2 separate regions of the Zea mays genome follow, and region 2 is linked to region 1. A link is a contact called in public Hi-C data. All regions are on one chromosome and are shown on one strand. The core of a region is the stretch at or near the end of the contact, and the rest is flanking DNA. Distances in the headings are between cores, read along the strand shown. Region 1 has its middle 25 kb from the start of LOC103640987. Region 2 has its middle 210 kb from the start of LOC100857076.

The links. A called contact is a pair of places that touch in the nucleus more often than the background predicts.
Region 2: a Hi-C map of ear shows a contact between it and region 1, with 3 times the contacts expected there. The contact joins two enhancer-like sites. A contact is called at or near these places in 2 of 25 Hi-C or Micro-C datasets (ear and tassel).

The regions. Positions count from the first base shown.
Region 1 is chr10:28,947,916-28,952,870 of Zm-B73-REFERENCE-NAM-5.0, forward strand. It overlaps the pseudogene LOC103642358. Among protein-coding and RNA genes, the nearest start is that of LOC103640987, 25 kb to the left of the region's middle. Within about 2 kb of position 2,561, at least 18 of the 20 cell types and tissues checked have an H3K27ac peak or open chromatin away from gene starts, as enhancers often do. A contact at or near this core is called in ear and tassel, where this site is marked.
Region 2 is chr10:29,266,592-29,271,546 of Zm-B73-REFERENCE-NAM-5.0, forward strand. No RefSeq gene overlaps it. Among protein-coding and RNA genes, the nearest start is that of LOC100857076, 210 kb to the left of the region's middle. Within about 2 kb of position 2,375, at least 17 of the 20 cell types and tissues checked have an H3K27ac peak or open chromatin away from gene starts, as enhancers often do. A contact at or near this core is called in ear and tassel, where this site is marked.

The DNA of each region.
Region 1 (4,955 bases), core at 1,311-3,810:
ACGGGGAGTAGGTTTGCAAGAACCGAACCTCAGTAAAACAAATCCTTGTGTCTCACTCTTTATTTGCTTGCGATTTGTTTTCGCCCTCTCTCTCGGACTTGTTTATATTTCTAACGCTAACCCGGCTTGTAGTTGTGTTTAAGTTTATAAATTTCAGATTCGCCCTATTCACCCCCCTCTAGGCGACTTTCAGGTTCCCAATATACCCTCCTATATATACACGCACGCACGCGCGCGCGCGCGCACACACACACACACATATATATATATATATATCAAATTGATCAAATCATAATGTTAGGACATGAATAAAACATAAAATATTCATGAAAGCATATATTTTAAAGTAGAATGAATGTCTACTTGTCAAATGGATCTGAAACATTTCCCAAGGATTTGATGGAACATGGTCTAACCTCATCAAATCAAAGTATATGCAAAAGGATAATTTTTACCTGTCAAAAAATAAAGGGACTTCTTAGTTTTGGAAAGGGCTCCATAAAATCAAACACCTTTTTCAATGGGGTCGATAAACAGGGTAAAAAATGGGGAGGGGACCCATTTTTGGCAAGACACTTGGTTAGGGGAAGTGCCTCTAAAAATCAAATTTCTTAGGATTTTCGACATTAGTAAGAACAAGAAGGCCCTGGTGGCAGATTATCTATATGAAGATGATGGAAACTTTGAGTTAGTGTGCCACTGCGCCCTCTTAACACTAAAGACTTTTCCATGTGGGAGGATCTTTATGATGAGATTCAGACATATATTTTCACTCAAGGTAGAGATTCGGTAAACTGGGCGTTAGAGAACTCCCACTCCTATACTACAAAATCGTTATATAGGTTCATAACTCATGGGGGTCAGGAGTAAAATTTACAAAACAATTTGAAAATGCAAGGCACCTTTGAAAATTAGAATTTTCCTGTTGCTTCTATATAGTAGGAAGATTCAAGCTGCAGTAGTCTTAAAAAAGGGTGGAAAGGAAGTGCCTTGTGCTCTTTGTGTAAGGGGCATGAATCAATTGACCATATCTTCTTTAAGGGCCCGTTTGGCACAGCTCCAGCTCCTGATTCTAAGCGAGGATCTGGAGGAGCCGTGTCAAACGGGTATTTTTTAAACTGATTCTCGTGTGGAGCCGAAAGATTGGGAGTCGTTTTTGTAAAGAAAGGTGGGATCTAAAAAAACCTGCTCCACCCTCCCTTAAAACAGCTCCTCAACCAACCAAATATGGACCTCCCCTAAAAGTTTGATCGAAATTACCCGCAATCGCCATTGGACAAAAACACAACGAGCCAATTTATGGATTAAACATTTGAGACCATTTTATGTACTACTATGATGGAAATATTTTATATGTTATTGTTTCATAATTTTTTTCCGTATATGCATCCTACTTATTGGTTTGTAACAAAGTTGAACTGCAAAGGGTGAAACAGGCAATCGCCACAGACCACCAACTTTCAGCAGACAAGAATCAGTTTACTTGCCAAACAGTTTTAAAAATGATTTCTGATTCTCTAGGAGGATCAGCTCCTCACGAGGATCATAATCTGGAGCTAAAGAAGCAGGAGCTGGAGCTTTGCCAAACGGGTCCTAATTGTATTCTCCCAAAATTTACTTGGGGCTGCATGAAGCAGATTTTTGATTGGGTCCACACTCCTAACTCGGTAGAAGAATTATTTGCTGGCTAAAAGGAGGCCAAACCTGTTTTCTCTTATACCTTCCGCATGTTTATGATTGCAGGCTTGATGTGGGCTACATGAAGTAACTGAAACATGATCGCTTTTGAATTTTTTTTATAGTAATACAAAAGTGGTTTTGTATGAAACTGTCTCCTTTATACAGAAATGGGGGATCCTCCTCAAACCAAAAGATCGATTGGTCCAGAGAGGATCACGAAGACCTTGAAGAGATGGCTTTCTAACCATCAACCAGAAGCTGAAGGGGAGATGGAGGTCGTGATGCTCTAAAGATGGTGGCTGGGCACTGTTGTTTTTCCCAACGGGGGTAGGGGGCCTTTACTCGGACTAAGTATCTTAAATTCTTGGAAATTGGTAACTTCGTCTGGCCTTTAAAATAAATATGGCCCAGGAAAGCCCATGACAGATGTAGTCTAATGGGCCCGTGCGGCTCCATTTATGGCCCAACAAGGGCCAACTTAAGTAAACCTTAACGCTCAATCGATCTAGACCGTTAATCAGAGTCGGATTGTCAGGATTCGGCCAATCGAAACGAAAGCTCATTTACAAATCGGCAAAAACCCTAATCCCTTTAACTCTTATCATTTTCTCCTTCCCTCTTCTGTCTCGCACAGCTTTACAGACCACCGGCGCCATGGTGGTCCTCTTCGCCGGCATGCGCGTGCGGGCTTCGGCTCGCGGTTCCGACGAGGAGGCTTACAGTGGCGCCCTTCTCGGCGTCCCTTACTCGCGACGGTGGCGGCAGCCCTGATCCGTACGGAGGCCGCGGAGCGCTGGACGCGCGACGACCAGTACAGTGGCCAGGCCGCAGCACGGCCGTGCGGGCGTGGCGCAAGCAGAGAATGGTGGCAGCTCTCGCGTACGCTGGGCAGATGGCTGGTGTGCGAGGCCGGCCAGACGTGAGACCCTGGCACGCGCGGTGTTTCTTACCGCTGCTGTTGGTTGAAAAAGGCGGGTGAAAAGCAGCTTCTGTTTGTTGGCTGCTTTTAGGCCATGTTTGGCACAACTGCTGCTTTTTGAAAAAGCAGCTTATCTGATAAGCTGGTGAAAAGCAGCTTCTGCTTGTTGGCTGCTTTTAGTGTATTCTGAGAAGCAGTTGAACTGATAAGCTGCTGCATAAGTTAGCTGTTTGACAGAACTTTTGCTTAAATTTGTGAAGAAGCTGAAAATAAGCTGTGCCAAACAGGACCTTAGTTTATTCTGAGAAGCAGGTAAACTGATAAGCTGCTGGAGAAGCTGTCTAGTTGGTACAACTTCGTCTTAAATTTATGAAAACGCTAAAAATAAGCTGTGCCAAACAGAGCCTTAAGGGCTGTTTGGTTTGTTGCCTTAGCTGCTACAACATGCCTAACTTTTATGCCTAAGCTTAGTTCTTTAATTTGAGCGACTAAGATTAGGCAAATTGTGGCACCTTATATAAGAAACCAAACAGGCCCTTAATCTTATGACGAGTCGCAGCAGTAGCTGATCGGCTCAACTTATGGCCCTCCTGAGGTGTGAGGCTGGGCTGATATCGCACGTATCCACAGCCAACACGGCAACACTGTAAGACTAATGCCAAACGTGGTTCCCTCAAATTTATTTATTTAATTTTAACCAGCAAGTGATTTAATTCGTTTTAATCCCTTTCAATTCACTACTAACCTAACAAGCTCAAAATTCTCCTAGATCATCTCCACTACACGATGATTCACTTTTAACTGTAAATGAACCGTCGTGTATTGCTGATACAGAAGTCGGGCTAATTTGATGTGATCCTAAACCCTAATCTTACCTGAGTACTGATTTTCCTTTAATTTGGTGAATTAGGGCCTATTTGAATGTACTAGATCTAATATTTAGCTGACTAAAAAATTATTAGTAGAATTAATTGGCTAACTATTAGCTAATTTTAGCTAGATACTGAACTAGCTAAAATAGTAGGTAGTTGAGGGTGGAACTAATTAATAGGTAACTAGTACTATTAGCCAAGTTTGTTTGGACATTAATAGGATCATGTTCGTATACCGTAAGTATGGTAAGATATTGATGGTCGAAACAAATCTTAGCGTTAATATGATCTTAACTTATGTTTAGCCTAAACATGACCACCAACTCACACTTGATATAGACATATATGATCATGTACTTAATATAGACATCTATTGATGGTTGAAATAAGTTTGTCCATGTGCTTGTAGATGACATCTATGATCATGCACTTAATACAGAAGTTGATCAACTTCATCAATCTGAGAGCAAACGCTCTCTCTTGTGAAGAACTCGATCTAGATCCGTCGTAGGCTTCTGGAACATAGTGGCTGTCTAAACCCTCGAAAGGACTAATTGATTATTAGTTTGTTGGGTTTAGGTGTGGAGGGATTAACTTTAATCTTGAAACCAGCTGTAAAACCAGGACAGACTTCGGATAACCCTAATGCATGATTGTCGTTCATCGTGATAAATAATTTAATTGTTTGGTTGTCAAATGTAAACCCAATAAATGTTATCAGAACAAATATATTGGCCTTCAGATCGTATTACAACATTATTCTACATGATTAAACGATTAATGCAATATGCAACTAATTTTCATACTTATGTTTGCACTCAGTGCTACAATATTTATGTTCACACTCAATCTCTACTAACTATTAAGACACTAATGTAGACTGCCCCCGCCTCCCTACACTCGCCCGCGTGCGGCGCGCCAGCCGTGATCTGCCCGCCCGCGTGCTGCAATCCCCGCCGCGAACGCCGCAATCCCCACCCCCTCCGCAATCCGCTGCCCGTCGCTGTCCCCGCCCGCCCACCCGCCATGTTCAAAGGGCCCCAACGCCGACCTCTCGCGAACCCTAACCAACTGCACCCGTCGTGGGGACGCGGCCGCCGCCATGGCCGCCCACTCCGACACCGTGGCCACGCTGGCAGCCGACGACGCCGCGGACGTCGACGCCACCGACACCGACACCGACGGTGACGTGTCGGAGCCCGGCCTGAACGGCCCGCGCATCTACCCCTCCTATCGTTGTGGTTCCTGAAACTGAACGAGGGCTGCCTCAACACGTGCGGCCCGGCCTCGTTCTTGTCCGCGTCGTCCGCTTCGGCCGCGTCGGAGGTTTCGAACCGGAGGACGAAGACGGCGGCAACCGCGTCCGGGCAGAAGAGTCAGCCGTGGAGGTCCAGCCTCTCGCTGTCGTGGAACTTCCACCGGAGCCCGAGCTTGCCGCGCTCCTGGATGTCAGCTCCAGAGCCGGGGATGCGGACAAGGTGTAT
Region 2 (4,955 bases), core at 1,125-3,624, 320 kb after region 1:
AAGTTATCCGCATTGATTGAGCAACTCATAGCAAGAAGAACTCTCTCCCGCACTCCATATTCATTATTACTTGTTTCTAATCCTAACCCCGGGTGAAGTTCGTGTTCAAAGTTTATAATTTATAGTTTTCGCCTATTCACCCCTCTAGGCGACTTTCAATTGGTATCAAAGCTTGGTACTTCATTAGAGTCTAACAACTCGAAGTGATGTCGGGAGAACACGCCAAAAAGGAGTTGATCATCAGGGAAAATCCCAGATCTTTGGGGAAGAAGAATGAAGGCAAGACTATGTCAAAGGAGGCCAGTGACAAACACAAGGAGGACAAGGAAGAATCTGCCAGCTCCATCAAATCACACAAGAAGGGTGACAAGAAGAAAAAGAAGATGAAGAAGGTGGTCTACTATGAGACCGACTCATCCACGCCCTCAAATTCCGACGTCGAGTCGACATCTTCAAAGCACCAAGAGCTTAAGAAGTATAGTAAGATTGTCACACCCTGATTTTAAGGGTCCAAAACCCGGGCGTGAAATAATCATCAAGTGTGCTAGGATCAAGTCTCACACATATGATGACTCATGGTACAGAAACGAATGTCACATCATTAATATATAACAGATTTCTGTAAAAAATAGTTAAATAATTACATCATATGAAGACAACGATCCAACAACCAAAGTTTACTAGGAGACGACAGCCTAGACCACTCACGAACTCATCACAACATCCATCATGTGCCTTATCCTGGTGTACCTGTTCTTGACCTGGGGGGATGTGAGTACAACAAGGGTGAACTCACATACGTTCATCGCTCAACAAGTTGTGGGGAATAATGTGCATGAACTCACCAAAGGTGCGAGCTCATGTGAAGTGTAAGGCTTACCAAAGAAGATGGTTAAAGCTGAGCATTGCTTTTAAAGTTGGGAAAGTTGGTCAAAATTTTATTATCAGTTACTAGGTATAAATAGATACCAACCCAATTAAATAAGAGATCAAGATTAATAACAACAACCACAATGCAATGCAAATGACAAATTGAGTTTAACTTCATAAGTTAATCATGTGATTGTTCGAGCCGCTCATGACCGTGAACACGGCTGATATACCAGTTTTACACTCTGCAGAGGTTGCACATCTTTACCCACAAGTCGTGTTACCCATTTGTCACGGGGTTGTATAGACCCCATACACCTCTACCAAGGAAGCGAGGCAGGGTAGCACTATGAGGCCTTTCCAAAGTTCCACTAGTTCGAGAAAACCCGCTACGGATTTAGGAAGAAGGAAGCATAGGAATCTGTCGTCCGAAAAGCTTACAGATAGTTCGACCCGAGGACCTCCCTATACTCTACAACGGCGCCTCCCCGCTTGCCCCTAACCGAGTAAGGTAATCTCTCCCTAGCTTTCCTAATTACTTGGCCAAGGGCGTACCATTCCACCCTTATGGTAGCACTGTTGTCCCGGGTGGTTCTCCATGTTCCAGTTAACAATATGATCTTATCATGAACAATAATTAAACAGCAACATAATTGGAACATGATCATAATAAAACATTAGTTTCCCAAGACCAGGTAGAGCAATAGCAAATCTACCCAATAATTCATCTATTTGCAAGGTGGGGATAAACAATACTATGGAAACCTATTAGGTCCCGTCGAATTAACCTGAGCATGTCACAATGATTAACAACGAACATTATTAGGTAAAAGGAGTGATCAAGGGCACAACTTGCATTAGACTTGAGATCTCAGGTACTAGGATGATCTTTCGATTCTCGTGGCCTCGCTGCTATTCGTAGCAATTCAAACCAACATGGTATAGGAAAAATTAACATCACACCAAACATAAGCACAAACTGCATATTAATATTCGCATCGTAACGAGATTCTCGAGAACCACTAAATTCGGAGTTACTGTGATTAAGTTATGATTTTCCGAAGATTTAAGTGTATATTATAAAACAAATGAGGTACAAGATTTTAACCACAGGTTTTATGGTAATACATGGTTACTAGATGATGAAGAATATTACTAGAGATTAATGCAATTGGAATGGGTCAAAAAGAGTCAAAATGAATTACTTATGAATTAAACAAATATCTGGAATTATTTCTATACTAAAAATTATTTTCTGTATTAATTCATCTCATTTATTCACTATATGGGCTGCGGGCACTAATCTGGAGTTTCCCAGGGTCTATTCTACAAAATTCAGGGCCACAGCGCAATGGTCTTATCAATATTCCGGACTGCAGGTTCATTTCAACAACCAACGACTGCGAATAGATATGTTCGTGTGCTAATCAGAGCCGCTCCATGTGAGATCGACGCCCACCGGCAGGAGTTCATCAGGACCGATCAACACCCAATCTATGGCCGCGATATAATGAGCGAATCGGTATGAGGCCCTTCTAATCTCAGCCCTACGCCAGACGATCAACGGCTAGGAGCTTATCTTCCTCCCCCAGCCAGAATGCGAACTGCACGCCGCCCAAACCCCTCACAACGGCGGACATGACAGGAGCCCCCCCGGGGTCGACCCTACGGCCCTACCTCGCCCTAACCTCTAGTTGAACGGCCCTACGTACAGCGAAGACGGCAACCAGAGAAGATACCCACCCCATGACGGCGTTCTACCCGGCTCACGACGGAAGGCGGATCTGCGATGGAGGAGAGCACCAACGACGAATTCCGGCCCGTACAGGCCGAGTTCTTGGCCGATGATGCCACGCCCGTATTCCTTGGTCGATGGCGAAGCTCCAGGTATAATTCCCAAGCTTCGTACGCCGACGCGTTTGAGCTTCTTGTGTGGCGGTCATGGCAACCCCCGGTTTTATAATGCTAGGGTAGAGCCCACGTGGGGCGTTCGGCTGGGTCAAATCCACATTCACCGTGCGGTCGTCGTGATCCTATTGCGCCAGCAATGATGGATTGGAAGGAGAGGTGCCAAACAAACCCCAACCGAGACTCGCGCAGCGGCATTCTCGCGCGCCGGTACACCTAAGGAAGAAACTGTTGACCACCGGGGTCCGCGTGACAGCCAGACGGCACCGCGCGCAAAGTGACCGACGTCTGGGCCCCACAAGGCAGTGTCGGGCGCGCCACGGCTGGGAAGTGGCCGTGTTTGGGCCCGCAGGCGCGCACGCTAGCCAACGGTTGGTGGGCTGAAAGTTGGAGAAGCGGCCCAAGTGGCTTCCTTTTCTTTTTCTTTTTCTTTTTCTTTTCCCCTTTCTATTCTCTATTTTCTATCTCAATTTCGAATTTAAATTTGATTCTGGTTTTGAATTTTCAAATTTAAGTAAAATACTCATTCAAAAACCCCAATGATGCAAGAGGTATATTTATATTAATTACTTTACTCATTTTCTTACACACTTGTTGTAACTATGCAAAACACACATATTATTTGTTAGTAAAACATTATTTTGAATGTGTAGTTATATTACAAGTATATTCACAAGTTCATATCCATTTGTTTTGATAGAAAACATTTTCCAATGCCCAATTTTTATTAGTATATGATTTAGCAAATATTATTCTATTATGTTTATTTACTCTAGAAAGGGTGAATTCTAAAGTTCAATTATTCATCAAGGGTACTTATTTTGATTGTTTTTTTTTCTCCAACGGATTTCCTTAAGTCACAAGTTAAGTTTTTGGGTATTACAAAGATCCCCCTTCGTATCCTCGTATTTCTAAACGTGCTCCTTTACTTTCTGTTTCCTCAGGTAAACCACCATACATTGATGGTGAAGATTATTTTATGTGGAGTGATTAAATGAGGCACCATCTGTTGAGGGTCTTATCTCTGCCGATGGTCCTCAAGACAAAGACATCATCGGAAAAGTGATTTTGAGGACTCTCTCTCTCTCTACCGAAGGTCCTCGAGACGAATATCTTGTCTGGAAGCAACGACGGCGATTACCGAAGCTACCACCGAAGAACGACAACTTTGGCTTAGCCCAAGCCGAGGAGGAAAAGGCTAGCTACTCCCTAGTGATTTATGTTACAATTACGAACAAATGTTAAGGTTATAAATGTACTTTTACCCAGGTTGCGTCACGTGCCTATAAATAGGTGAACAGTAGCCTCGTACTGTTCACGCTGAATTGTAATAGCTCTCGCATCTACACCTTCGAACAAGATGAAGGTATTAATGTAATATAAATTTGGTTAATGTTCAGATGCGTATTATGAAATACATATGCGTTAGAACCAATAGATTATATTCATTATTTTTATATAGATATTTATCTTCATAAATCATTAAGGCATGTCCTTCATGACCTTTGTATGAAGACTATTATATCCGAAAGGAGATAATACTTCGGAGGACGAAGGTCTTTAATCCTTAACAATTGTGTTGCCTTGTTCTTGATTCATAGCATTTGAGAACATGTAACCAACACCATCTAACCTCACTCCATGAAAGCATTTGGGATATTGTTGAGTTTGGAGTGCAGGCACCACAAGTGGGCGATGAGGACTATGACTTCGATGAGGCCACCCAAGTGAGGCACTTCAACTCCCAAGCCACCTCCATACTCCTCACTTCCTTGTGTAGAGAAGAGTACAACAAGGTGCAAGGGTTGAAAAGTGCCAAAGAAATTTGGGACGTCCTCAAGACGGCACACGAAGGGGATGAAGTAACCAAAATCACCAAGCGGAAAACAATCGAGAGAGAACTCGGTCGGTTCATCCTCAACAAAGGAGAATAGCCACAAACCATGTACAACCGACTCAAGACAATGGTAAACCAAGTCCACAACCTCGAGAGCACCAAGTGGGATGACCATGAAATGGTCAAGGTTACTATAAGATCTCTGGTTTTTCGTAACCCCAATAAAGTGCAATTAATTCGTGAGAATCCTAGATATAAGCAAATGTCTCTCGAGGAGGTGATTGGCAAGTTTGTGAGCTTTGAACTTATGGTCAAAGACTCCAAACACATTGTCAACTTG